Regions from separate parts of the Mus musculus genome. Here all the other regions are linked to region 5. Evidence: chromatin contacts called from public promoter capture Hi-C data. All regions are on one chromosome and are shown on one strand. The core of a region is the stretch at or near the end of the contact, and the rest is flanking DNA. Distances in the headings are between cores, read along the strand shown. Region 1 holds the start of Nprl2 (NPR2 like, GATOR1 complex subunit). Region 2 holds the start of Mrpl3 (mitochondrial ribosomal protein L3). Region 3 holds the start of Nudt16 (nudix (nucleoside diphosphate linked moiety X)-type motif 16). Region 4 holds the start of Hyal2 (hyaluronoglucosaminidase 2). Region 5 holds the start of Glyctk (glycerate kinase). Region 6 holds the start of Acpp (acid phosphatase, prostate). Region 7 holds the start of 4930429P21Rik (a long non-coding RNA gene).

Evidence for each region. Promoter capture Hi-C pulls out the DNA fragments that hold promoters and counts their contacts.
Region 1: a contact with region 5 is called in a promoter capture Hi-C map of liver, with 10 times the contacts expected there. The contact joins the promoter of Nprl2 here to the promoter of Glyctk in region 5. A contact is called at or near these places in 3 of 39 promoter capture datasets (liver and pre-B cells) and 2 of 9 other capture datasets (adipose tissue and liver).
Region 2: a promoter capture Hi-C map of erythroid cells shows a contact between it and region 5, with 9 times the contacts expected there. The contact joins the promoter of Mrpl3 here to the promoter of Glyctk in region 5. A contact is called at or near these places in 3 of 39 promoter capture datasets (the C10 cell line, embryonic stem cells and erythroid cells).
Region 3: a contact with region 5 is called in a promoter capture Hi-C map of stem cell-derived epiblast-like cells, with 5 times the contacts expected there. The contact joins the promoter of Nudt16 here to the promoter of Glyctk in region 5. A contact is called at or near these places in 5 of 39 promoter capture datasets (embryonic stem cells, hippocampal neurons, liver and 2 more) and 3 of 484 Hi-C or Micro-C datasets (B cells, CD4 T cells and pro-B cells).
Region 4: a contact with region 5 is called in a promoter capture Hi-C map of liver, with 2.3 times the contacts expected there. The contact joins the promoter of Hyal2 here to the promoter of Glyctk in region 5. A contact is called at or near these places in 4 of 39 promoter capture datasets (erythroid cells, liver and pre-B cells) and 1 of 9 other capture datasets (liver).
Region 6: a promoter capture Hi-C map of embryonic stem cells shows a contact between it and region 5, with 5 times the contacts expected there. The contact joins the promoter of Acpp here to the promoter of Glyctk in region 5. A contact is called at or near these places in 4 of 39 promoter capture datasets (the 3T3-L1 cell line, embryonic stem cells, hippocampal neurons and 1 more), 3 of 115 datasets of contacts at active chromatin or transcription factors (embryonic forebrain, embryonic stem cells and stem cell-derived neural progenitor cells) and 1 of 9 other capture datasets (pancreatic islet).
Region 7: a contact with region 5 is called in a promoter capture Hi-C map of liver, with 8 times the contacts expected there. The contact joins the promoter of 4930429P21Rik here to the promoter of Glyctk in region 5. A contact is called at or near these places in 2 of 39 promoter capture datasets (both in liver).

Annotation. Positions count from the first base shown.
Region 1 is chr9:107,540,042-107,543,520 of GRCm38.p6, forward strand. It overlaps Nprl2 (NPR2 like, GATOR1 complex subunit), which reads left to right and starts at 2,168. Exons shown (of 11, transcript NM_018879.2): 1 at 2,168-2,412; 2 at 2,941-3,032; 3 at 3,127-3,295; 4 at 3,466-3,479. The coding sequence starts at 2,335. Cyb561d2 (cytochrome b-561 domain containing 2) reads right to left here and starts at 2,152. Exons shown (of 4, transcript NM_001357289.1): 1 at 1,994-2,152; 2 at 1,456-1,609; 3 at 962-999; 4 at 1-344. The coding sequence starts at 1,582.
Region 2 is chr9:105,051,350-105,054,702 of GRCm38.p6, forward strand. Mrpl3 (mitochondrial ribosomal protein L3) reads left to right here and starts at 1,919. Exons shown (of 10, transcript NM_053159.4): 1 at 1,919-2,163; 2 at 3,072-3,256. The coding sequence starts at 2,072.
Region 3 is chr9:105,129,857-105,133,474 of GRCm38.p6, forward strand. Nudt16 (nudix (nucleoside diphosphate linked moiety X)-type motif 16) reads right to left here and starts at 1,949. Exons shown (of 3, transcript NM_029385.2): 1 at 1,787-1,949; 2 at 1,437-1,706; 3 at 1-654. The coding sequence starts at 1,924. The coding sequence ends at 475.
Region 4 is chr9:107,567,109-107,570,772 of GRCm38.p6, forward strand. Hyal2 (hyaluronoglucosaminidase 2) reads left to right here and starts at 2,055. Exons shown (of 4, transcript NM_010489.2): 1 at 2,055-2,125; 2 at 2,996-3,664. The coding sequence starts at 3,042.
Region 5 is chr9:106,156,641-106,160,272 of GRCm38.p6, forward strand. Glyctk (glycerate kinase) reads right to left here and starts at 1,498. Exons shown (of 4, transcript NM_174846.4): 1 at 849-1,498; 2 at 505-656. The coding sequence starts at 1,225. It overlaps D030055H07Rik (a long non-coding RNA gene), which reads left to right. Exons shown (of 7, transcript XR_003948237.1): 6 at 353-594; 7 at 3,141-3,632.
Region 6 is chr9:104,336,003-104,339,601 of GRCm38.p6, forward strand. Acpp (acid phosphatase, prostate) reads right to left here and starts at 1,720. Exons shown (of 11, transcript NM_207668.2): 1 at 1,541-1,720. The coding sequence starts at 1,657.
Region 7 is chr9:107,352,235-107,355,694 of GRCm38.p6, forward strand. 4930429P21Rik (a long non-coding RNA gene) reads right to left here and starts at 1,824. Exons shown (of 5, transcript XR_003948243.1): 1 at 1,501-1,824.

The DNA of each region.
Region 1 (3,479 bases), core at 918-3,417, 1.4 Mb after region 5:
CCCAGCAGGTAGCCCACCAACCCAGAAGTGGCGTGGTAGAGTTTCAGCTTTGCCAGGGGCCATCGGGGCAGCAACTTGGGGTAGAGCAGCCCCATGCCCCCTGAACACTGCAGACCTGCCCACAGCACAGCTAACAGCCCTGCCTGCCCATGCCGAGTGGTCAGGTGTGCTTTGCCAAGCTGCTCTTTGTGGAGGATGACAAGACCTAGACCCAGCAGAGCACAGAGTAGGGCCAGCAGCTGGAGCACCCAGTGGCAGCGTGCGCGGACCTTCCGAGAGAGGGACCGCAGCAGGGAACTCTCAGGAGAGAACATCAGGAGTGCCTCGGTCATCAGGAAGGAGAACTGAGGAGACAAAAACTCAAGTGAGCTCTGAGCACTTAACCCTCCACAAAGGTGCACCCCCTTCCGTCCCCTTCCCCCAAGGACAAAATGCTGCACTTGATAAGATGAAGGCCCTGTGTGGCACAAAATGGCTGCCCTGAGTAGTTAGAGCTGCCTCTCCAGACTTCTTCCTGGGTGTTTTTCTGAAATGTCACCTCGGCTATGTGACCCAGCAAACAAGGTTTGAGACATGGCAGTTATAAATGATTCACAAGCTTTGTCTCCCTTCCATGGGGCAGGATACAATTTCTTGGCAAGAGCTAGCCACACGGGTGCACTGTTTCAGGGACAATTAGATGCATCACCAGAAATTAAGGTTTTTAGGGACAGAGCAGCCTCCAAATGCCATTTCTCAGCTTCCTAGCTGGAGGTGAGAGAAGCCGCCCTTTTGTGCTTGGGTGAGCTTCATCTGTTCGTCCTGGGTCATGAATACCGTTTTCAAGCCTTGGATATTCGTCAGAAGCAGGAGTGAGGACATACAGCTCGTCTACACTGGCACTAAATGCCTACAAGGATTCTGAGAGCCACCAACAACGCCCACATTCTACCCCTAAAAGCTACCCAAACCCACTACTTACAGCCAGAGACATAAGAACGGGGTGCCAGGAGAACAGACCTGGAATGAGAAGAGGGCGCCTCATGGAACTAGGGAAAAAGAAACCAGCATACCAGGCTCTATAGCCGGGATGGACAGCCCATCCATCACCCAAGGAGGGGTCAAAATGCGAGCCTCCTCCAGTAACAAGCTCATCTTACCCACCCCCTGTTCTCTTCCCTGGACAGAAAGCACGCTCTGCCACTCCTCTGGCGGCTCCTTCCTCCAGCATCCCCACAAGTCAGGAATGAAATGCCAAATCAAAGGAAGAGAAGCCATGTACTTAAAGCTTGCCCTGGCGGGCAGAGCCCCCACACTGGTCTGCTCTTCCCACGACGTTAAATACGTTCAACAGAGAATATCCTTCAGCCAGTCAATCCTGTTCTCAGGAGTTACGCCCATCGTTTCCTACTGCCCCCTGTTCCCCAAGAGAAGTAGCTTTTCCCTTCCCATAAGTGGACTATGAATTCTACTTACTGGAGCCAGGTCTGGCAAGCACAGCAACAAAGATGGTAAAGCCTAACGCCACGAGGTGGGCTGCAGCCCCAGAGGCAGTGCGCAGAGCTCGGTAGATATGCGACTCCGTCTCCACAGAAAGGGCCATGGTCAGCCCAGCCGATAGCTGCACAGCCTGAAAGCATCGTAGGCGTTGGCAAGAGTGCCCACTGTCCACGCCCCTCACTGGGGACAGTAACTCAGGACAGAAATGGCACCTTTTCCCGGAGAAGTTATGACAGGAGCAGAGTAGTGCCGGCACTAACAGTCCCAACTTAGCAGTCTACCTGTCAAACACCTGTATTTGAAGTGGTAACGATCGCACCTTCCAAGTGGGAGGAGGAAGACTACAAATCCCAGAATGCAGCACGTCATCGTTAGCCGGAACGGAAGGCGTGGAGCACTACGGGAATTGTATTTCCCAGCTGCTTCCCTACCTAAGCGTGAATTTCTTTGCACACTGCCTCCCCATGTGCACCTGACACGCTGTACCTCCACCGTAGAATTTTGCCCTCCTCACCTGCTTCTCAGGTTCTACGCAGTGACTTCCTCCAAAATAAACTGGACCCTCGGCCCCGCCAGCCGCGCCACCGCTCCGTTACGGAGTAGCTTCACTTCCGGGTGCGATGTCTACCCACCCGAGACTTCCTGGGACAAGCCCCCTCCCATCCCATCCAGCGGCAACCACGCCCCCTGAGTCGCCCTGCGCAGGCGCTGTTGAGTTGACGGCTCGTTGGGTTTGCGCTCACAAACCTGTGTGACCTACCCGGGCCTCTTTCTCTTTTTGACAGGGTATTCCAAGGCGTAGAGGCGATCCCCACACGAAAAACAGGGATTACAGACTTGGATCCAGACAGCGCCATGGGCAGCAGCTGCCGCATCGAATGTATATTCTTCAGCGAGTTCCACCCAACGCTGGGACCCAAAATTACCTATCAGGTGCCTTCCACACTCCCGGACTAGGCGAGGGGAGGGATGCTCTCTGGAGCTCAGCTGGCCGCCTGGAGGGGTTGTGGTTCATCCACGCGTGTCTCTTCCATTGAATGGAGAGGGTACACAGACCCAGGTCTCCGGTTTCTAGTGTGGGGGAGGAGTTTTGTCCCCCAAACTGAATCAGGTTCTAGTGTGGGGGAGGAGTTTTGTCCCCCAAACAGAATCAGGCTATAGGTTTCGGGGAGGTGCTAAGGCTCATGAAGGTTTAGATGACCCAAGAGAAACACTGGACCAAGACAAATGATATATAAAAGTTAGGTGAGGGTAGAAAGGGGTATTCCAGGTAGTGGGAATAGTGAACGCAAAAGCCAAGGGAGCTTGCCAAAACATAGCATGTGTTTGGAAGCACAAAGTAGACCACTGGGTGGATGAGGGAAGAAAACGGTAGAGGGACTTGTGCCTGGGTGGGCTGTAAAAATCTGCCCGGACCCAACGTCCACTGAGGGAGCTCTCTCTCATGGCTGCCTTCTCCAGGTCCCTGAGGATTTCATCTCGCGAGAACTGTTTGACACGGTCCAGGTGTACATCATCACCAAGCCCGAGTTACAGAACAAGCTCATCACTGTGTGAGGCTTTAGTTGGGTGGGAGGAGAGGGGTCCCAGCCTGGCTTGGGGGTGGGGGTGGGGGCGGGGCAGGCTGACTCTGTTCTACCTCTCCAGCACAGCCATGGAGAAGAAGCTGATTGGCTGCCCCGTGTGCATTGAACACAAGAAGTACAGCCGCAATGCTCTCCTCTTCAACCTGGGCTTTGTGTGTGACGCTCAGGCTAAGACTTGTGCCCTGGAACCCATCGTTAAAAAGCTGGCCGGCTACTTGACCACGCTGGAGGTCTGCAGCAAGATGGGGCCAGGGTGGGTGGGTGGGTGCGTCCGTGGTGGGCACAGGTGGGGAGAGAGTTCCTGTGTCTTGAATCCCCAGCCTCCAGCAGCTAGCTCCATGTTGCTGCAGCAGGGAGCCTGAGGTGTGGTCACTCACTGTGCTGTCTGTGTCTTCCCCAGCTTGAGAGCAGCTT
Region 2 (3,353 bases), core at 669-3,168, 1.1 Mb before region 5:
TAAGGCCAGGACAGTAACACAGATACTCCTGAGAAACAAATAAAATGTCTAGAAAAACATCCCTGTTGTGATACTGCCACTCTTTAGACACTGTCTTTACCTCTTACTAGCTGGGTAATATTATAGAAGTAATGCAATCTCCCTTTGCCTAAGTTGGGATAATGACAGTATCATTGCATGAGGTTATTACAAAAATTAAGTGGGAAAATATACTGAGAGAATGAAATGAATCCTCTTACCACCCATACTGCTGTCTTTACATCCAAACATCAACACGGTATTTCTAGAGGCTGCTAAAAACATGACTAACAGGTTCACCAATTGTTCTCAACCCATAATTTGGTCTTCCTGCCACCAGAACAAAAATTAAGACGCCTAATTGCTGAACTATCTTTAATTCTTCATAGCATCCATTTTGAACATATGTTCATTTCCTTGATAATACATTAAAAAACACCTGGAGTAAGCCCAAATCATGTAATAAAGCTCTTCAACTTACTTCTACACTGACAGCCCCAGGCACATAGTCCTTCTTGTTGCATTGAGCTACTTAAACTGGCCTTCCTACAAGTTTAGTGACCTCCTGGATACCATTGACTGATGGACACATACAATACTGAACACAGACTATTGTATACTATAGACATACAAAACACTAGATATTGGTGATAGTAGGTTTTGTTTTCTCTTATTCTCATGCATAGTAGATGTCAAGGCTCAATGAATATGCCTATCTTAAGTATCTGTGAAGTCAGGTAGCAAGGACAGAGTGATGCATTCTTTTCTCTGAGTCTCAAAATATTACTGAGAAGCTGTCAAGGTACCCACAACAGCACTTAGTGGAAGAACAGGCAACGATTTTGAGCCCTCACGTCTAAGCAATAACTCTCTAAACTTTCTAAAGCAGGTTACCCAGGTCTTTAATTTTCTTTCTTCCTTCCTTCCTTCCTTCCTTCCTTCCTTCCTTCCTTCCTTCCTTCCTTCCTTCCTTCCTTCCTTCCTTTCTTTCTTTCTTTCTTTCTTTCTTTCTTTCTTTCTTTCTTTCTTTCTTTCTTCCTTTCTTCCTTGCTCGCTTGCGCTCTCTCTCTCTCTCTCTCTCTCTCTCTCTCTCTCTCTCTCTCTCTCTCTCTCTCTCTCTAAAGAGGAAGCTGAAAGGCCAAATTGCTGTTTCTACTTTTCCAAAAACACTGATGTAACTGAGATAGGGTTTTTGGAGTAGAGAAATGAATGTCTAGCACATACAAGGTAGGACGACCTGGGGCATAGAAGATACAGTACTGTTGTAGCTGTATCACGATCATTCTGAAACTTTATGGTAACACTCTTTCCTGAAACAATTGCACCTGGTCTCAACTCTATGAGCTGCCTCTCTAGACAATTCCGGTTTAAGGTCTTTGATGAGTTGAAGAACGGCCTGGGACTGTTTGTGCTCCAGCCCCGAAAGTTGCATGTGGTCCGGTTTTGTTGTTTTTGGTTTGTTTTGTTTGTTTTGACCCCACTTTATTGTTAGCATACATCAGTCCTATTTCAGTGTTAACTCTGTTCATCTGTTTTTGGCATGTACATAAATTTTAAGTACTTGCTCCCTTAGTTATAATATAGAAATAACTTCTTTAAAGGGCTGGTCTTGGGATTAACCAATATAAAATTGCCAAAGTGCGACTTACTTAGCACAGTGAGTTTTCCCACAGTGAGTATTATTGGAGGTGACTTCTCTTTCTTTAGTTTACAAAGAAATTTTTATCTTTTCTTGTCACATTCTCCTAAAGTTTAAAGCCCCAAACGTTCTTTGCCACCACTAGAGTCAACCATCTAATCCATTGGCAAAGTAGAGCCATTTGGATACGGAACCATAGTTACAGGTATGGAGTCTTTACCCGGACCGCTTTGAGAAACGGACCGGAAGTGGCCCGGCTGTGCTTTTCCTCCGCGGAGGGCATTGGCGGACAAACGGCGTGACTGCTGTCCCAGGCCTACTACGAACTCCTGGGGTTTGGGTTGGGGACTTGCTGAAAGCTCCGCGGCGGCGCGGCGGGAGGTGTCGCGAGCCGAGCCCTGCCCGGCCACTTCCATGCCGGGTTGGAGGCTGCTGGCGCAGGCTGGCGCCCGGGTGCTGGGCTGTGGCGCCAGAGGCCTAGGTGCTGACCCCGGCTTAGAGAGAAGGTGGGTATGGGCAAGAGGTGGTGGCGGGGGGCGCCGCCCACTCAACTATGTCCTTGAACAGAGATTTGGTTTTGCCGCAGAGGGTTAGAAGTGGAAGGGGCCATGTGTTCAAGGGGGTAGCATAGAAAATTAAGAAAGCATCGTTCAATCTAAAGCCTTGAAGGAGTAGTGGGGTTTTGTTTTAATGTTCAAGGAATTAGGGGTTAGCTGCGACTATTAGCAGCAGCAAGAATGTCTTCCAACCAGCCAGTGCTGGACTAGACGTTGTGTTTGTATTGTAACCTATATTAGGCCTTGTGTCCGGTGAGCAGACCACTGTCGTGAAAGTTTTTCAGATAAAACTGAAACTAAAGGGAAATAGGTTGTCCAAAGTCACTCAGCTAATGAGTAGAAAATCACTTGTAATTCTAAGCTGGAACTTCCTCACTACCAACCAAAGTAGACTGCCCAGAGGTTTATTTAGGTTCTCATCCACCCCCACCGTATGCAAAAATTAAACACACTTCCTTCCTTCCTTGCCTCAAGCTGCTAATCTCCTTCTTAGTGCATTTGCTGGACAGGGGTTGTGTTCTGTGGTTTTTAGTTTTGTTTTTAAAACTGCTTATTTGGTAGTTTGTTAACATTGGCGATGCCACTCCATTAGAAAACTGTCAAGTACAGATTCATGTGGGTTAGTAGTCACTCATGTGTTTCTTATTAGTTAGGTAGGATTGTTTATTGTTAATGAAAAGATAAATTTAGCCTTCAGGGTAACCATTCTTGGTTAAAGCAGAAGCCCCCGTGTTATTATAAGAAGTGTTAGGGAAAATGGACAAACCACACCATTCCCTGAGGCCGTGAGTGCATTATCTAACTGTGGCCTCCCCTACATTAAATGGAAATAATGACTTGATTGTTTTTGTTTCCAGAAAGAATATCTTGTTCTTTGTTAGAAATCTCCACAGCAAGAGTAGTACTTGGTGGGATGAACATCTTTCTGAAGAAAATCTCTCCTTTGTTAAGCAACTGGTCTCCGATGAAAATAAAACCCAGCTGACAAGTAAACTGAATCCCTTGAAAGATGAGCCGTGGCCTTTACATCCCTGGGAACCAGGTGAGGTGTAGGGATTTGAGATGTGACCCCTTAATTACAGTATGGCTTGATGCATGAAAATGGTGACATATGACATCTTGAATTTTCATATCTGTTT
Region 3 (3,618 bases), core at 699-3,198, 1.0 Mb before region 5:
AACCCACTGCTCTGCTCAAGCCCCAGGTAACACAGGACAATTCTCAGAAAGAAGCCATCTCCTTTGCTTCCCTAACAGGCATGGGTTGGGCTGGACACAGGACAGCAGCCTTACAGCGGATGGGGAAGAAACCCTCCCATTTACCCGGAAGGAGTGGGATGTGCCAAATGCCACATCATGGTTAAACTGGGCAGATGACAGTGTGTCAGGCTGTGTGTGACCACGAACTACACATATACATACCTGGAGCTTCCAGGCTGTTTGTCCATGTATAAGGCAGGACTCTGGGATACTACAAAGGCCTTTTATCCCTAATGCCACCAGACAAGGTGTTCCGTTGAAAACAGTGCATATCCTTCCCTGTTGCTAATCTGGCACCACCTACAATCCTTTATACCCCAAAGAGAGACCACTTGTCCTTCCCTCCCTCATACCAAGGCCCTCTGGGTTCCAGGGGTCCATGCTGGTCCGATTCTACTTAGAATCTGGGATCTTTAGTTTTGCAATAATGCCAGGATCCAGAAGTTTCAAGTCCTGAAGGGCTTCTAGTAGCTGCTCTCGGGCAGCTCCAATGAAGGAATTCTCCAGAAAGGCAGGCAGGCCTCCCTCACCATCACGGAGGACGTACAGGGGTACCCGCACCAGGCCCAGCACCTATGAAAAGGAGACATCGGACAAGTGGGACCTCAAGAACCTCAACACATTACCTTATCTACCTTGGAACAGAACTCTCCAGAGAAGAGCCAAGCAGAACCGGGCCTAATAATCACACCTCAGGAGAGCTTAGAGAGCCAAACTCTGTGGACAAGTGAGCCACGCTGGGTTCCAAGCTCCATCCGTGCCAATCCTTCTCCATCCTTTTCCTCACCCTTACTGGCGACGGCCTCCAGGAGGCATGCCTGGCTGTAGCAGTATTTCAAAACTCAGAACTCACACCACTGTATAGGTAGCACTTGGGTGCTCAAGAAAAATGCAAATACCCAAGTATTCCTCTGACATCCTTACCCAACTCAAGTGATTCCAATGGACTGTTCAGTCTAAACACTGTCAAAGTGTGCGCACTAATCAGTTTTAATAGCGCTCTCACTCCCAGGTTCAGGGTCACCTCTACACACAGGCGTCCCTAGCATTAGACTCACTGTCTGCTTAAGGGAAATATGAACCCAAAGTCAAGAGCTTAGGGTATCATGTGCACTAGCATAGAGCTGGAGAGACCTTTGGATGTGTGTTCTAAAAAGCTCTCTGCAGGGGCCGCTAAAGGTGGCCGAGTAGGTGGTATTATCTAGCCTGGAGATGACCAAGATCCCAACTAGTTCATGCCACTTGAAAGAATTCAAAGTCGGAGGGTCAAAATCTCCTCCACCCAGTGGCTTTTCTCGGTAAGGGGATTGGGGGAGGACAGACTGGAGCTGGAGTGGATCCCAGGCTGGTCCCACCTCCAGCCCATGGTCCTTGGCTTGAGGTGCCCTGGCTTCCACAGCCTGCAGCTGTTCCAGAGTCAGGCGCTTGGCATAGAAGTGGGCCACCACGCGCGGTCTGGCCGCGATGTGTGAGCTGCGGTAGTCAGAGCGTTCAACGCGGAAGGCAGACATCGCTTCGCCCAGCTCCTCGCGCAGTTCCCGGTTCAGCCCGTCCTCCAGGCAGCTGTCCTGCGCGTCCACGAAGCCGCCAGGGAAGCCCAGGCGCCCGTCAAAGCGCATCTGCATCTGGGGGAGGAGGGTATGATGGTTGGCCCGGGCTCGCGAGCCCTGGGGCGGGGGAGCGGCCGTGCATGACGCGTCCTCACCAGCACGGCGAAGCGCATCGGGATGCGGCCGAACAGCTTGCGGGGGTCGGGCGCGTAGAGCAGCGCATGGCAGGCGTGGCGCCAGTCCGGCCCGAGCGCCAGGGCCTCGCTGAGCTCCACTTTCCGATGCCCCTCCATCTCGAGGCTCGCACTTCCGGGTTCTTGCAGAGGCCAGCGCCTCGGGGCGGAGCTTTGCGAGACTCCGCATCAGCCAATCAGGATGGGTCTCTCAGGAGCTCCGAAGACACCCTGGATTGGCCCTTAGGCTAGGGTGGGGCTGAAGGCTTGGTAAGGTCAGGCTCAGGCCGGAGGTGTTTTGGAACCTGAGTTAGAATTTACGCAGGAGTTCTGCCAGTGCAAAGGACAACGTATTTTTTAGAAAACGGTTCTGGGTTGGTCCGTTCATAACAAAGAGTCTAGGGATGGGAGGAAGGTAGTCTGGCTTCAGAACTTATTCCTAGCCTAGCGTGATGGGGGAAAGGAGAGGTGGGTGTAACAAGTCTTGAGTGGTGGAAATGTGGGGATTGACTGATTATAAGAGGGCACAGGGACAGAGCTAACACATTTGGGGAAGGGGAGTGGCCAATGGATGTGGTTACAACAACCAACTGCATTGGCTGTGGGCTCTGGGTAGTGATGTGGCGCCTGGTACATGGAAAATGACATGGAAATGTCACAGGTCACACAGTAAGATTGGGGAGGGGTGGCTGGCTGAGGAAATAAAGCACAGAAAAGAGTGGGGAGGAGTCAGACAGGACACCCCACCACCACCACACTAGGAGTAAATTAAAATACCCTCAGAACTTTAAATTGTGAAGAAAAATAGGAAAGAGATGGGGGACACTCAATGCCTAATGCTGAGATCCTGGCATTCAGGATCCTTCACCTCAGCTAGGCTGCCCCACCTGAAGTTGAGTCCATATATCAAGAACCTGTATGTATTTAAGGAAGGGAAGAGGTGACACTCAAAGAAGATCTGACTTCAGGTCACAGCCTGGACTTGAAAGTTTGTTGTAGAGCTCAGAACTCACCCAGATACAGGCTTGTGACTTTAGTAGAAGCCACTCAACCCTCTCAGGTTCCCAGTTAAGGACCTGTTAGTGGAGGTGGAACCAGCGTAGTATGGGAGTAAAATTCTCCTCAGAGCCAGACATATGGTAAATGCAGCCATTCTTGGATTCGAGGGTGGAGGTTCGATGCTGTGTCTTATGTCAAAGATTGAGGCCAGCATCCTAAGAATAAGGGCACCATCAGGAAAAGCCTGTGGACATCTTGCCTCAGTCCCCTGAGTCGCAGGGCAGAGATGCCATTGACTGAGGCAGTCACATCATGGTGAGTTAGGTGCGATACAGATGCCATTACTCAGATAACATCCAAGGGACAGGCAAATCATCCTGGTCAAACATTATCACCTGGCAACAAGAAGGAGAAGGAGGAGGAGGAGGAGGAGGAAGAGGAAGAAGAGAAGAAGAAGAAGAAGAAGAAGAAGAAGAAGAAGAAGAAGAAGAAGAAGAAGAAGAAGAAGAAAGAAGCTTATAAAACCCTTCATATCTTCCAATTCCAGAGCCCCACCCCAGGCCAATTTCAAGAAAAAATTCCTGGTGGTAGTAAGAGGACACGGTGGTTCTTTTGTTTTGTTTTCTGGATGTGTGCAGTGTATGTGCATGTACAAATGTATGTGTGTTCAAAAGACACGTAGGCTCATGTTCACATGTGTGTGGAGGCCAGAGGTCAATTCTGAGTGTCTCTGGGTGTCTCTCTCTACTGCCAGCCCCCCTTATTTTTTGAAAGTGACTAATGCACTGAGCTCACTAACGGTCTACAATATCTGG
Region 4 (3,664 bases), core at 805-3,304, 1.4 Mb after region 5:
GCCTGGACTTTGTTTTCCCAGTAGTCCCCACCCTTGGAGCTTCCTAGATTTTTGTCCCTTGTGAAGCCAACACAATGGTGACCACAGCCTAGGCTATACACCCAGCTCCCCTGCTTTCTATTGGCAGAGGGACTCCCTAGCACTGGGGAGGTGAGCCCCTTGGACGGTGAGGGGTTGTCAGTTTAGGTAGATTTGAGAGCAGGCAAATTTGCCTGGACCTCCAAAGAGGTCTTCCAGGAATTCGTATTGTGAGCTTCCTCTCCCATAGGGACACAATTCTCCCCCCACCCCATATCACACAGCCACAGGCATCAACACATTGTCACATTGTCTTTGTCACAGGTTGGATACTTCTGCTCTTGATGGAAAAAAAACTGACTCAGCTACTGGAAGAGCCCACCACCCCCACCCCACCCGTTTTCCCCTCGTGCAGGATGGTTTCTTCTTTGGCACCTGCTCTAGGGGACCATTCGCTCAACCACCCAGCAAATTGACTCCCATGAATACAGCCAGCCACTTGGGCCCCCTCACACCCTACTGGATTTGAGGATGATGCAAAACTTGGAGAAAGATGAGCCCTTGGTTCCTAGGCCCATATCCTTCCCATCACCTGGCACAACTCATGCAGACCTTCCTGAGAGGAAGGGTGCAAAGGGCAGCCAGCCACCAAGGGAAACAGGGTCAAGGGGCTCTCCTCCCCGCCCCCCTGGCCCTTTCCGCCTGGAGGGCAGCAGGAAGTGAGGAGAAAGAGCAGGGATGGGAGGCGGGAGGGAGTGGGTGGGAAGGAATGGGGTTTATCAAATCCCCAGCAGACTGCCCAGAGGGCAGCAGCTGGCGCAAGGAACCTGGCTGGAGAGACTCTACTCAGGTGAGCGCAGAGTAGTACATAAAGCTAGTCCGCACTGCCATAAATGCGTGTACTCCTGCGGCGCTCCCTAGCTTCCAAGCTTGCGGTAGGGAAAGGGGCTGGCGGCCAGAAGCGGACTTTCGGAGATTTGAGTCGTGCATTGGAGAGCAGATCTAAGAGGCGAGGGTACAGGTCTAAACCTAGTCCTCACTGGAAGGGGATTGCAAGGCAGAAAGGTTCAGAATATGGAGTCGGGGTACTAGGGAGACACTGAAGCCTCCTTTCTACGAAGTCAGGCCCGAAACTTTGGCAAATTGCTCTTTATTTGGAGTTGAGTGGGTACCCCTATGGACAACCATCCCACCTTCACCTCGTCGCAGAGACTGGTCCGGGGAGAATCCAGTAAATTGGCAAGCCCTGGCGTGGATCCGGTGAAAGTGGCTAGATCACTTTCCCCTTTGGCCCGACTGAACTTCAATCCCTTTGGCAAGGCAGCGACCCACCCCCCTGGTTACCAGGACAACCACTATGTCTGCTTTGCCAAAGGAGGGCTCAGAAGCTGTACTAGGCCCCCTCCTCTAGACGGGCAAAACAAAAGGCGGGGCTTCCTTCTGACCGCAGACAGACTAGTGGAGGGAACCTGGGCTCAGCGAAGGCGGGTCATTAATGTTCCAAGAGGTTCTGGATCCACTCGTGTCAAAATCTCTTACACTAGACAAAGGGCCCACTTTGCTAGAGTCCATATTCAGACAGGTGGGATTGAATCCGCAGCTACCCCCAGTCAAGGCTTCAGCTATAAGCTTTTATTTCAAATGCCATTACCACCACTACCCCCTCATTCCGCTCGCGCCCGCCCCATCCAATGTTCTATCCCTTTAAGAGGCCAGCTGCAAAGAGTGGATTGTTCCACTGACGACAGATTGTGGGGGTAATATCTCAGGCTGGTTAGCTCTGGTGGCTAAAACCAGCGGGAATCCCCATTCCAGGAGGTATTCAATCTCAGATACATAACTATGTTCCTCTACAGAAGATCTAAGGGTCCTCGAACTCGAAACGCAGCACTGGCAAAAAGGAAGAGAAACACACCCTCCCTACGAGGCCGTAAATTCTGCCATCCACCCACCTCCGAGGCAGGATTCTTAAAGGGCCCGCGGGCCTCGGGGCGGAGCCAACAGAGGCTCGAGCTGGGGCAGTGCTTGGGCGAAGGGCCGGATCGGGCTTGGTTGGTACCAGGATGGCGGCGGCCCTGGCGTGGGTCCTGGTGGCGCCTGGTTCGAGGTGAGGGCGGGCGTCGCAAGCCTGGTGACTCTCTTCCTGTGAGATGGGCTCTGAATCTCTAGGGGCGCCCTCATAAGTGACCCAGGAACCCCACCCCCACCCGGCTGAACTCTGGCCCCACGTGCGGGGCGGGGGCGGGGTCCCGCACAAAGACCGGAGTGGAATACTCTTTACCCGGGACCCCTTGTGCTGGGAGGTGAGGGTGTGGGCCGGTCGCGAAGTGCTCACACAGATTCTTGGTGGCTGTGGTGGGAAGGGCAGGTCGGCGAGCACCGCGGTGGGAAGTCCGCTGCCCCTTTGTCCCCGGGGCGCCTCCTCCTATCCTAAGAGTGTCGGTGCCCGAGACTAAGTCCTGACGTTCTTGCTCTTCTGCTTGGCGCACATTGCACAGATACCAGTTCCTCTGCAGTGTACCTAACAGCTTCCCAGCTTCTGTATGCGTTGTGCCCCAAATGCTGTCTCTTCTCAGAATCAATTCTGAGTTCGTAATGAGGGTGGGGGACATGGGGTGTTCAGAGTGTTTTAAAACTATTTACTGTATGGTATACAGGCATGTAAGTGACTCTAGCAGTGAGTCGGTAGCCTAATCAGTCCCTTTTTCAGAAAGGACATGGACCTAAAGGAGATTCTTGCCCAACCACGGGCAGCTCCCTGCTCTAGAAAGAGCTCTGTGGTTTCGGTAAATTCCCTAAGGTCTTTTGCCTACCCATCAGCATCCTGCTATCTCCCAAACCTGTTACAGCCTCGGCCATCTGAGCAGGAGCATGGTGTGCCGCACAGTATGGGTTTGGGGAGTTTATGTGGGATGAAGGTGCGTACACATCTCTGGAATTTGCTAGACTGACTTGTTCTCTCTCACACTTTCTTCAGTTCCTGAGCTGCTACCAGGCAGGTAACACTTCCTGTAGCCCCCAGCATGCGGGCAGGACTAGGTCCCATCATCACACTGGCCCTAGTGCTGGAGGTAGCATGGGCCGGGGAGCTTAAGCCCACAGCGCCGCCCATCTTCACTGGCCGACCCTTTGTGGTAGCATGGAACGTGCCCACACAAGAATGTGCCCCACGCCACAAAGTGCCACTGGACCTTAGGGCCTTCGATGTGAAGGCTACACCGAATGAGGGTTTTTTCAACCAGAATATCACCACCTTCTACTACGACCGTCTAGGCCTGTATCCACGTTTTGATGCAGCCGGGACATCTGTGCATGGCGGTGTGCCTCAGAACGGCAGCCTCTGTGCACACCTGCCCATGCTGAAGGAATCTGTGGAACGCTACATCCAGACCCAGGAGCCTGGGGGGCTGGCAGTCATTGACTGGGAGGAATGGCGGCCTGTATGGGTTCGAAACTGGCAGGAGAAAGATGTTTACCGACAGTCTTCACGCCAGCTGGTGGCCAGTCGGCACCCTGACTGGCCATCAGACAGAGTAATGAAGCAGGCCCAGTACGAGTTTGAGTTCGCCGCTCGGCAGTTCATGTTGAACACTCTCCGTTACGTCAAGGCAGTCAGACCCCAGCACCTGTGGGGCTTCTACCTCTT
Region 5 (3,632 bases), core at 248-2,747:
AGCCATAAGGAAGGTCCTCTAAGAAGGTGGGGTTACAGTGCCCCCTTGTGGACACAGAGTGAAGTTGTCCCCTAGTAGGGGTATACCAGATCCCAGGAGAAGCTTGCTAGCAAAGTGCTTGCCTAGCCTGTGTGAAGCCCTGAACTCTATCCCCAATACCCCCCAAAAATTTTTGTTTTTAAATTTAACTAAGAAAGAGCAAGAAAAAACAGCAAATAAGCAAGAAGAGAGATCCATGGGGTCTGGAAACTCAGCTTCAGGAGCACGAATGACACCGCTGCAGACAGCAATGTCTTCCAAAGGTTCTGATGTGTGTCAGTGTTAGTACCCAGCTGTGCCTTCACCATTACAGATGTTCAACAGGGTGAACTTCCAGCTGAGGAGAGGTGACCAACCTGACACCACTCACTAGGTACCCTCCAGGTTCCTCACTGTCTGCCATGGTCCTGACTTCACCCTGTGACCATATGGTACTCGGGGCACCCCTGTCGGCTGGTCCCACACCTGAGATGAGCACCAGCAGCAGGTCATCTGCAGTGAGCCCCTCTGCCAGCTGCTGGATGGTCAGCGCGGCCCGGAGTGCATCCCGATCCGGTAAGTTGTCCTCGGCGCCCTCGAACACCTGGATGCGGCTGTGTGGCTTCAGCAGCATCTCTCTGAGAAGGGAGAAGGGATGGGGGTGGGCTCCTCTCCTCCGACCTGACTTCTCAGCTGTACAGGTGAAAGCGGCCCACTGATAACCCATTTAGAAACCAGGCCAGACCCAGGAGATAGGGAGATCAAAGAGGAAGGGAGGTGTTCTTCCAAAGGACAGTAGAGGGCGTCCCCCTGCGCCCATAGACTCTTACTTCTTTCCAGCATGTTCCATAGCGGCTCGGATCCCCTTGGGTACGCTGATCACACCCTGCACAAGATGCTGAGCCAGCAGCTCCTCGGCAGCAGCTGCCATGCCCAGTACGGCCTTGCCGAAGCCCACTAGGTAGAGGTTTTCCCGCAGCTGGAAAGTCCGGTCCCGCACCTTCAGCTGTCTGCCACTAGGATCCAGGGACAGTGTCCTCTGCAGCATGGGGCCTGGCTGCACAGCACCCACTGCACTATCAAACAGCTGCCGTGCCTGTTCTGCCAAAGCCATACCACTGGTCATCCGGGCCACTGGGGGCCCCCAGAGGAGTGGACGGGATGGGGCTCGGAGGAGACAGGGCAAGACCTGTAGGGCCGCAGCCATGCCCCGCTTCTCTCAGCACAGCCTCGTGTCCATAGCTGCCTAGAGAGGGAGGAGAAGGAGTGAGGCCACGGACAGAACCCCACCATCCATCATGGCCACCCCTCCGAGGGCTCAGGACTGGCGGACTCCATAACCTGAAATGAAACCTGGAGAAGTCATGAAGCCTGCAGCAAACCTGATCTTACACCAGCCCTGAAAGCCCAGCCCTGATGCCCAGCCACGTCCTCTTCTGTAGACCACACACCAGTCTTCTGGACACTCTGCTCCAAGTCCAAAGTTCCTGTTAAGTGGACCTTCCTCCTAGGTCACCTCCTTTGCCTAGAAGTTAATCATTCATGAAGGACGCCGTTCCTACCAGCAGGCCCCTGGGCCATTCTTCTTCCACATCCTGTACTTCCAAAGCCCTCACACCACGGCAGTGCCCCCTTTCTGGCATTTATGCCTTAGACGTTCCTTTACCACTTCTACTGCCAAGAAAAAAAAAAAAAAAGGCTATTGGTTGTCTAGCCAACTGACCCGGAGTCCATTGACCTCTAGCCTGCTCTGTTAGCTCATACAACCAGTCTGGCAAAGCTGGGTCCATGTGGAAAGGCTGCAGATTTACCAGTGCACACAGCCTAAGGAAGCTCAGGACTCAGGCTAGTTCAGCAAGTGGTCCAGGCACGAATCAAGAGTAACCACAAATCTCACTCAAGGTCAGACCTTCAGCAAGTCCCCAGGTTATAAGCAAAAGGACATGTGCTATGGGGCTCAATCTATAGGACAAGACCAGACACCCTTGTCCCCATACAGCTGGTCATGATCAGCCTTGCCAGGAACATCCCTTTCTGGCTCCATGATAGCAAAAAACAAGTCCTGAGTTACACCCTTCACAACAAAAACAGCCCAGTGCTAGAGCAGGCAAAGGCCGGGTTCCAGTAATGAAGCCCAAACAATCATTTTCTCCACTGGGCAGAGTGAAGGACAGAAAGGTCTTGGGGTAAAGGTCGGGAAGCTACAGCGTAACTATACAGGAACAATAAAAGACTCAGCTGCAAAAAGATATCTAAGTTTAGGGACAGGAGGGTACTGAAGACTGTGCCCGGGCTGTCCATGTAACGAGCGAGCATGCGCTCTACCACTGAGCTACATTCAAGCCCCTAAAAAGGTAGAAAGACAACTGTATCCGTAAGCATGGGTGGAAGAGGGCGGAGTCTAGGGATGGGGTTCTAGCTTTTTTTAAAGCGTGTATTAGTATATCTTTTCTCACACTGAGCTCATTTGCAAGATGTGGGACACAATGAAGCCTAACTCTCACTTTTCAAGGGAACTTGAAAGTGTAGTCCTGTGGGAGAGACCTTCCCTAGCATGCATAAAGTCATCCAGTTCTCCATAGTGCTTGGGAGACTGACGCTCGTATTTTCCTGACACCTAGGGCTTTCTGATTCTCTGTACAAGCTGACAGAGAAAACTCCAGGTAACAGTTTATCCCACTCCTAAACAACGTAGCGCCTGCCAAACCTCCGCCATTTAGCCTTGTAGTTCCCAGCTAGCTTTCCCAGAAACTACTGTTTGTAAAAAGGAATACACAGGGCACTGCCGCGGGACGCCTGCAAACATGTTCAGTTTTCATGTATGGGATTCCCCGGGCTTGGTACTAAACACATCTTAGCATCCAAAACATAAAGCTCAGTCCTAGGTGAATTTTGTATCTCTTTCCCAGAAGGGCAAAAGCCTAGAAGGTCCCTATTAGAATTCAAGGGAAAAAAAAAGTTCAAGTCCAAAATTGCCAAATTAAGTACTGGGTGTTTGGTGAAATTTGAATTTTGGATAAGTAATTTTTTATTATAACTATGACCAGTATATTTTGGATTATTTCTAACTAAAAATTACGTTGTGGTAAGTCTAAAGTTAATTGGACGACTTGCATTTTCAGGAGCCAAATTCCCAACTCTAAGACACTACACCTTCCCAGCTCCAGTGCACCCGCCTTGGTAAGTGAGGATAGGCGAAGACCAGGCTCGACTCCTCCCGGAACCAAAGCGGAGCTGACATCAAGTCCGGAATTGGCCAACCGCCAGGTGACCGGAAGTGACGTCTCCTGAGCCTGAGCCTGTGATCTTCTCGAGGGAAATGTTGCCGTGTAGTGCAAGATGTCGCAAGATTAAGGGGTTGCTGTCGCCTGGATCGGTCTCTGTCCGGGCCAGGAACGACTTCCAAGTACCATTTATTTGCTTGAGACGCAAACTCACCTTCCCGCAGCTTCTGGCGCTGGAGACCGGAAGTACTCTGTGGGTGGGGATTAACCCGGAAGTGGCTGGTCTGAGATCTCCCTAGAGACCGAGAACCTGGTTTAGAACTTTCCGGCCTCACTGACACTCAGAGAAAACCTGAAAAGAGGCGAGTGGGGGGCTCTGGTTTCTGTGTT
Region 6 (3,599 bases), core at 470-2,969, 1.8 Mb before region 5:
TGCATTAAATTGCCCATTGTTTAACATTCCTAGAAGCCGCGGTAGAAAACATAACATTTGCTTTATACAGTGTTGGTTAACTTTTGAGTTGTAAGACAGCTACCTTCGTAGCTTGGTTCTTCTTTAAGGAAGAATTTACCAGCTGGCCACTGACCGTATTTTAACGGAGACCGGAGAGGCAGACAGGAGGGAAAGAAGACCCACAATCTTTGGCAGCCAAGGCAAGTTACCTGGGCTGTGGCTGGGACTCAGAGGGCCACTCTAATGCCTCAAAGAAGGTTGCCTTGAAGCCAGCTGTTTCCGAGCCCAGTATGGCACGACCAACAGAACACAGCCACAATGCCACGGTCCCTATCCTCTTCTAAGGAGCTTGTTGGCAAGGATGCCATGCGTGGAAGGGAAAGAATAACTCGCATAGGTGTTCCTGCAGAAGGTAGGGGGTGTCTTGTTGCTTTATGGACACAAAAGCCACACAGCTGGCAAATGGCTTGATGGGTCTTTGTCTTTCTTCCATTTCGTTCCTGACTCACGACTGGTAAAGATCTACTGTACTAAGAATCATAATTTATGTAAAATTAAAGATTTTTTTTTCTGTAGAAAGAAAAGAATCTCCTGAGTACCTCACCTTGGCAGGAAAGGAACATCATATTTAAGTGCAAACTAAGAGGCGTCCTTCTCTAAGTCATGAAAATCGTTTCTGGGAATTCTCTTGCAGGGAGGAAGAGGAGGTGAATCCTCCTGACTTTGAAAATGCACTTCCCATATATTTTTTTAAAGAATTATTTATTGATTTTATGTATATAAGTACACAGTACCTGTCTTCAGACACACCAGAAGAGGGCATCAGATCCCAACAGACGGTTGTGAGCCACCATGTGGTTGCTGGGATTTGAACTCAGGACCTCTGGAAGAGCAGTCAGTGCTCTTAACCATGGAGCCATCTCTCCAGCCCTTTCCCATATGTTTTTTTTTTTTAACACCCGACTGTATATAATTTTTTCCTTGACAACAGGCAAGTCACAGATCTCTTCTTTTCATGGCTTGTCTCAGTTACCATATGCACGGAAAATCATGGTTTTAATGGTCAACTGAATCTTTTATCTGATAGTCACTCTGAAACTCTGTTCAGTTTGTCTTTTGTGCTATCAAACACATAACTACAGGCATATGTTCCAGAGTCATGATAAACACGAGAGACTTGACTTCAGAAACTGACTGGTCCTTGGTTTGCGAACTAATGATCACTGAATGGAAAGAGGCCAGGCTAGCTCCTGAATATCTGAACTGTGCTCTACGCTGCCTGTTCTCCTGAAGTAACCTGTCAGTCCGAAGGCATTGGACTTGAGGGCAGCTGTAAAGGAACAGTACCATCGATAGCACGTGAGACTGTTGTTGTCTTTAAAACAAACTCGTGCGACTCCTCACTTTCTGAGTCTGAACAGTGCCTGCCCTCAGGCAGACAGCAGAGAGGAAACACGAAAGGCAACACTTAACCAAGTGTTCTCGGAACAGGAAAAACAATGAGAAAAGGTGTACTTACCAATGTCACAAACTTCAACTCCTTGGCTTGGCCTGGGTCCAGGCAGAGAGAAAGCAGGAGCAAGAAGCCAAGGCTGAGGCTTGCTGTCCGGCTCAGGGGCAGAGGAACGGCTCGCATGGTCGGGGAGAGAGCTGCTTTGGGCAGCCTTAGGAGGTGCTGCACTTCAGAAGCCTTCGGGAGGGAAGTGCCTATTTAATCAAAAGATTGACAGGAAGGCGGAGCCACATTCTTCCCTATTAGGATTGCAAGGAGGGTGGGGCAGAGCTTAGCATGCAAATAATGCCAGGTCGTCTGTGAGTTTCTTCAGAGCAGCCTCCTCCACTTCAATTAGGAGCCAGAGCAGGCGTAACTCAAGACCTCAGGCTCCTGCCCAGCCTTCTCTTTTGCTTTCCGGGCACATCTTTATCTTTTCCACAGCCGGATGGTGATGCATAGCCTTTGGGAAGAAATTCCCCCTGCCTCTGGAAGGTTTAGGATTCAGCTCAGTGTGTGTGTGAGGAAGCCTCAGTAGTGGGCATGTATCGACAGGAGGAAGCTCGTTCCCCTGCCAAACGCGGTGTCTGGTCTTAAACTCTCATGGAGCCAATAAAGGTGTTTTAAAGTGGCAGGAGAGGGAGGTCAAGGATACACAGAAGATTTCTCTTCATGCCTGAAGGCATCTGGGATCATTGGGATCATTCGCAGCAACGCAAAGCTGGGTTTGGAGGCCCTGTAGAAAATACACACAAGCAATCACAAAAAGCTCACAGCGTCCTCCGCCCCGACTCCCAGCTCCTGTGACTGAACTCCTTGGGTCACAAATCAAAACCAAATAGCAACAAAGGGACAATCTGTCAATATGACAATCGGGATTAACTTGAGCGGGAGGGTAAGATAGGTACGGAAGTGAATTTGATAGAGATGCATTATGCACACGTATGAAAAAGGCGCAGTGAGACCCATTAAGACGTGCAACCAACATGCTAATAACATACCTTAACAAATGAAAGCAGAAAACAAACAAGCAAAGCCAAAGAAACCCACACTGCTTTGCTGTTGACAGTCTCGAACTTCGGTGATGACCCTTTCCTTCTGAGGAAGACACGCCCTTGACTCTCTAGCCATGACCTCACTGGGACTCTATGAAAGATGGTATGCACTGAAGAAACTTGGCTTCCTGGTTTTTTTTTTTTTTTTTCTCATTCTGGCAGTCTCCTCGATACAGGAAACAACATCGGCCGGAGAGGCACAGTGAGAATCTGCAGGTGATGTGGGCGGAGTGACCCGCTGTGATGTTTCAGCCCCAAGGACAGAGAGAGAACAATGGTTTGCCCAAAACATCCTCAGCATTTTCATTAAATTTACCTGGACGGCCCCGGTTGTATCGCGGTGTGGTCATAGGAAGCCCTGGAAGGCGGTGTGTGGGAAAGCTGTGGTTCTTATGGTATGGGGAAGTAAGAATTTGTGTATGTGTGGTAGGATTATGCATTTAGAGGGACATTTGGTCTTTTCTTTGCCAGTTGTAGTCTCCATCAAATAGTTCCATTATGATCTTCACCCAGTGGGAGGCTGAGAAGAAGAGTGCACGGCAAAGGGAGTGAAGACAGAGACTGCCCAGCATTGTGGTTTGCAATGCCCTCTATAACCTCATGAGTTTAGACATGTGCTACCCAGCTTGTGTCGCGTCGCTGTTTTTGAACATTGTGAAACCTGGGGGAAGTGGAGCTTTGCTGTAAGAACTAGGTCACTAGGGACAAGCCTTGAGGTTTTGTAGCTGGGCACAACTCCTGGCTCACTCTTGGCTTCCTGTTCTGTCAAGATGCAAAGAGTCTTAATTGTGTAGTCCTGCCACAATTATAGGCTGTAACTCCTTACTACTTAAGTCCATACCAAGCATTTGTCTCTTGGGTGGCTTCCTGTCAGGTAACTCATCACAAGAACTAAAGCAACTAGAACAACCAGACCAGGGCAGACTTGCCATATTGTATCAGTCCCTGCAGTGTTCATGTGGTAGCATAAAGGAGTCTCCACCAGCTACAGTTCACACAGGCAGGCTTGGTGAGCTGGGAACTCTTGACCA
Region 7 (3,460 bases), core at 574-3,073, 1.2 Mb after region 5:
AGATTGTTCAGTGGTTAAGGCATGTAGTGCTCTGGCAGAAGACATCCATGTCAGGTGGATCACAACCCCTGTATCTCCAGCTCCAGAGGACCACTCTTCCTGCCTCCAGAGGCATGTCCACTTGTGTGTGTACAATCCTGTGCATACAGATGATTTTACAAAGAACAAATAAATTTTTTTTTCAAGAATCCAAGAGCAAAGCCCAGTGAATGCTAGAGCCTTCATTCAAGAGAGGCATTACAAACTGGGTAGGAGTCAAAGGTGCTGAGACTTACCTGAGAAGACAGTTTCCTCCCCTAGCCCCTGCTCCAGGCACAGGACTGTGCATTAAACAGCCTGCTTCTCAGACCATCCCAGTTTGCACTTCTCAATTCTCACGGTACATCTAGGAACGTGACATCCTTGGAACTTGGTTGGACCCCTGAACAGCAGACCTGAGATCCCTGTATGTCAAACAGGGACCAGTAGGAGGTGGGAAGCTAGAGCCCTTTGAGGTCCCCCAGAAGTCTGGTTTCTATATTATATCTGGCATTGAGAAGCTGGAACCTGCAGGCAGGGGAAGCTGGGAGGGGTGGTCTTTCTCCAAGGCTAGGGATTCTATCTCTGATGGCTCAGGCTAGCTCTGATCAGTAAGTTACCGCCTGGGCTAGTGTCTTAGGGTTTCTGTTGCTATGGTGAAACACCAGGACCATAAACAACTTGGCGAGGAGGAAAGGATTTGATTTCAGTTTACAGTTTCACATTGTAGCCCATCACTGAAAGAAGTCATGGCAGGAGCTTGGATGCAGGAGTCGGTACAGAGGCACCATATAGGGTGCTGCTTACTGACTTGCTCCTCATGGCTTACTCAACGGCTTTCTTATACACCCCAGGACCACCTGCCCAGGAGTAGCACTACCCACAGTGACCTGGGCCTTCCCAAATCAATTACCAATCAGGAAACTGCACCACAGGCTTGTCTACCAACCAAAGGGATGGGGGGTCTTCTCAACTGAGGGTCTTTCTTCCTAAATGACTCTAACTTGTGTCAAGTTGGCATAAAAATACCCAGCATAGCTTAGTCCTTATATTTAGTTGCAACCTCCAGACAGCTTGAACTCCTACTAGCTTGGAAGCAGAGAGAATCGGTCACAGGAGGACGTCCTCCCTAGTGTCCCCCACCGTGTGTAGTTTCTAGAATGTGCAGGGGGGCTAGCAGGGCAGGAGGGGGTCCAGGATGCTGATGATGTCACTAGTGAGTCCCGGAGCCCATTAAGCTTCTCACTGGCCCCTGGATTCCGAGTTCCGCCAGACAAATGAACCTTCTAAATAATATTTCCTGGTGGATCCACATAGGGGAGACACAGATCCTCACAGTGGCCTAAAAGGTGACAACAGCAAACATTACCCAAAGTGGTCAGAAATGTAAACAGGCCAGTTCTAGGGCTGTGGAGGGTTTGAAAAAGACCGAGAATCTGCCTGGAGGGTGGTGAGCTTGGAGAGAGGCTGACTTTCTCTTACCTGGTAGGTAGAAAGCTTGGAGAGAGGCTGGGACTCTCTCCTCTCTCTTGCCTCCTGCCGCACCCCGCTGAGAATATTGGGTACCAAGCTCTCTGTTCTGGGAGATGTTTCTTGAGGCTCCCACGCACATCACCACATGATCTCCAGCCTAGACCTCTCCATCAGAGGCTTGGCCTGGCCCAGAGCAAGACAGGAGGGTCCCTGGGCCAGGCACCCACTGCCTCTTCCATTCTCCCTGGCACCAGGTGCTTTGGTCTATCAGGTGACTGGCAGGCCTCAAGATTCCTCTGAGAGTTCAGGTCTGACATCACAGTGCTCCAGACATCCCTCTTACCACCCACCTTGATTGTCCCAGAGGCTGAGATTTGGGCTAGGTTCTATTTTGCAAAGCTACACACACACACACACACACACACACACTGCTTCCTTCAGTCCATCTGGGTGCTTCTACGAGCACTTCTTCAGTCAGCCTGTTTATAGTGCAGTGGGATGCGGTGGGGGGTGGGGGTGGGGGAGTAGGGAGGGGAGCTCTCAGATCCTGACACAAGAGTTATTGACATGTGGCATCCTTTCTTCCAGACCTCACTCAGAGAGCACAGGCTGAAGCAAGCATTTTCTGTGTGTCTGACATGTGAGGGACAGCCTGCCTTTCAGGACCCACTCTGCTGGCTTAGAGAAAGGGTACTGACCAGAGCTGCTTCCAAAGTTTTAGTCAGGGGAGGCTGCCTAGAGAAGGCACAGAGACATACATGCCCAGTCACTTTCTCTTTCTGCTTGCTGGCCAGGATGTGGGTATGGCTCTGGCCAGCCTATGACTTTTCCCAAGAAATCCCGTGGAAGTTAGCTCTCTCTCCTAGCAAGCTCCGTGGTACCCAGAAGATCTCACAGTCCAGACAGATTCCCTTGTGGTGACCACTCAGGCTTTCCCATCTCAGAGGCAGCTGGAAACCCAGCACAGTAGGTCCCTCATCCACAGCCTGGGGACGAACTTCTGCAGTCATACAATTTAAAGCTTTTTTTCTGGATCCTGGAGCCCCTTAGATCTAAAGCTGGAGATGAGAGCTAACCCCTCAGAAGCTGTCCAAGGAAGGGGACTTAGCAAAATCATCTTAGAGGCCTGGCACCTATGAGCCTAGAGGAGTCAAGATGGTGAGAATAGATGGAAACCTGTCTGCTTGGTACCCAGGCACCCATCTGACATGACCCAGGAGGGCAGAAGACAGGCTTAGGCAAAGGCTGAAGGTTGGATGAAGGCCCAGAGTCCAGCTGCCTGCACTGGTGGGGCTGGAATCTGTGTCTTGCCATGGCTATGATCCTGCTGGATGTCACAACTCAGGGGGCTGCCTTGTGACCTGGAAGGGGAGGACAGGAAAACACCCAATCCTGGTACAGGTCACCCTCACAATGACTTCCCCTGGTCACCCCTCACCCGACTGCTCTTATGATCCCTCAGGACCCTCAGCCTTTCTCTTCCAGACTCACCTGGCTTTTCATCTTTGACCCAGCCAATAGGTTCTCGATTTTGACTAAAACAAGGCAAAGGGAAGCCGAGCATGATGTGTCTGTCTGCCACCCCAGCATTTTAGAGGCACAGACAGTAGGATTGTGAGTTCGAGACCCAGCTGAACTCCATCATAGGAAAAGCCTATCTAAAACCAAAACAAGGAGGAAGACAAAATTGAGGAGGGGAAGAGGGGAAAAAAGGAGCCAGGCATAGTACCTGAGAGTAACTTCTCATGTCCTGCACCCAACCTCCAGCCCGATGCATAGCACCTGCTACACTCCATGTCTGTCCATCCACCCTGTCCTTCTGCTCCTTTGTCAGAGAGGCACGGGGACCGATCCAGAGCCACACAGCCGGGAAGCAGGATGGCAGGGGGACGGCTTGGGAATGCCTGGCTCTTGGTAGAGCTGATACCCGGGAAGGCTGCCGGCTTCTTACTCCCCAGGACATTTTCTG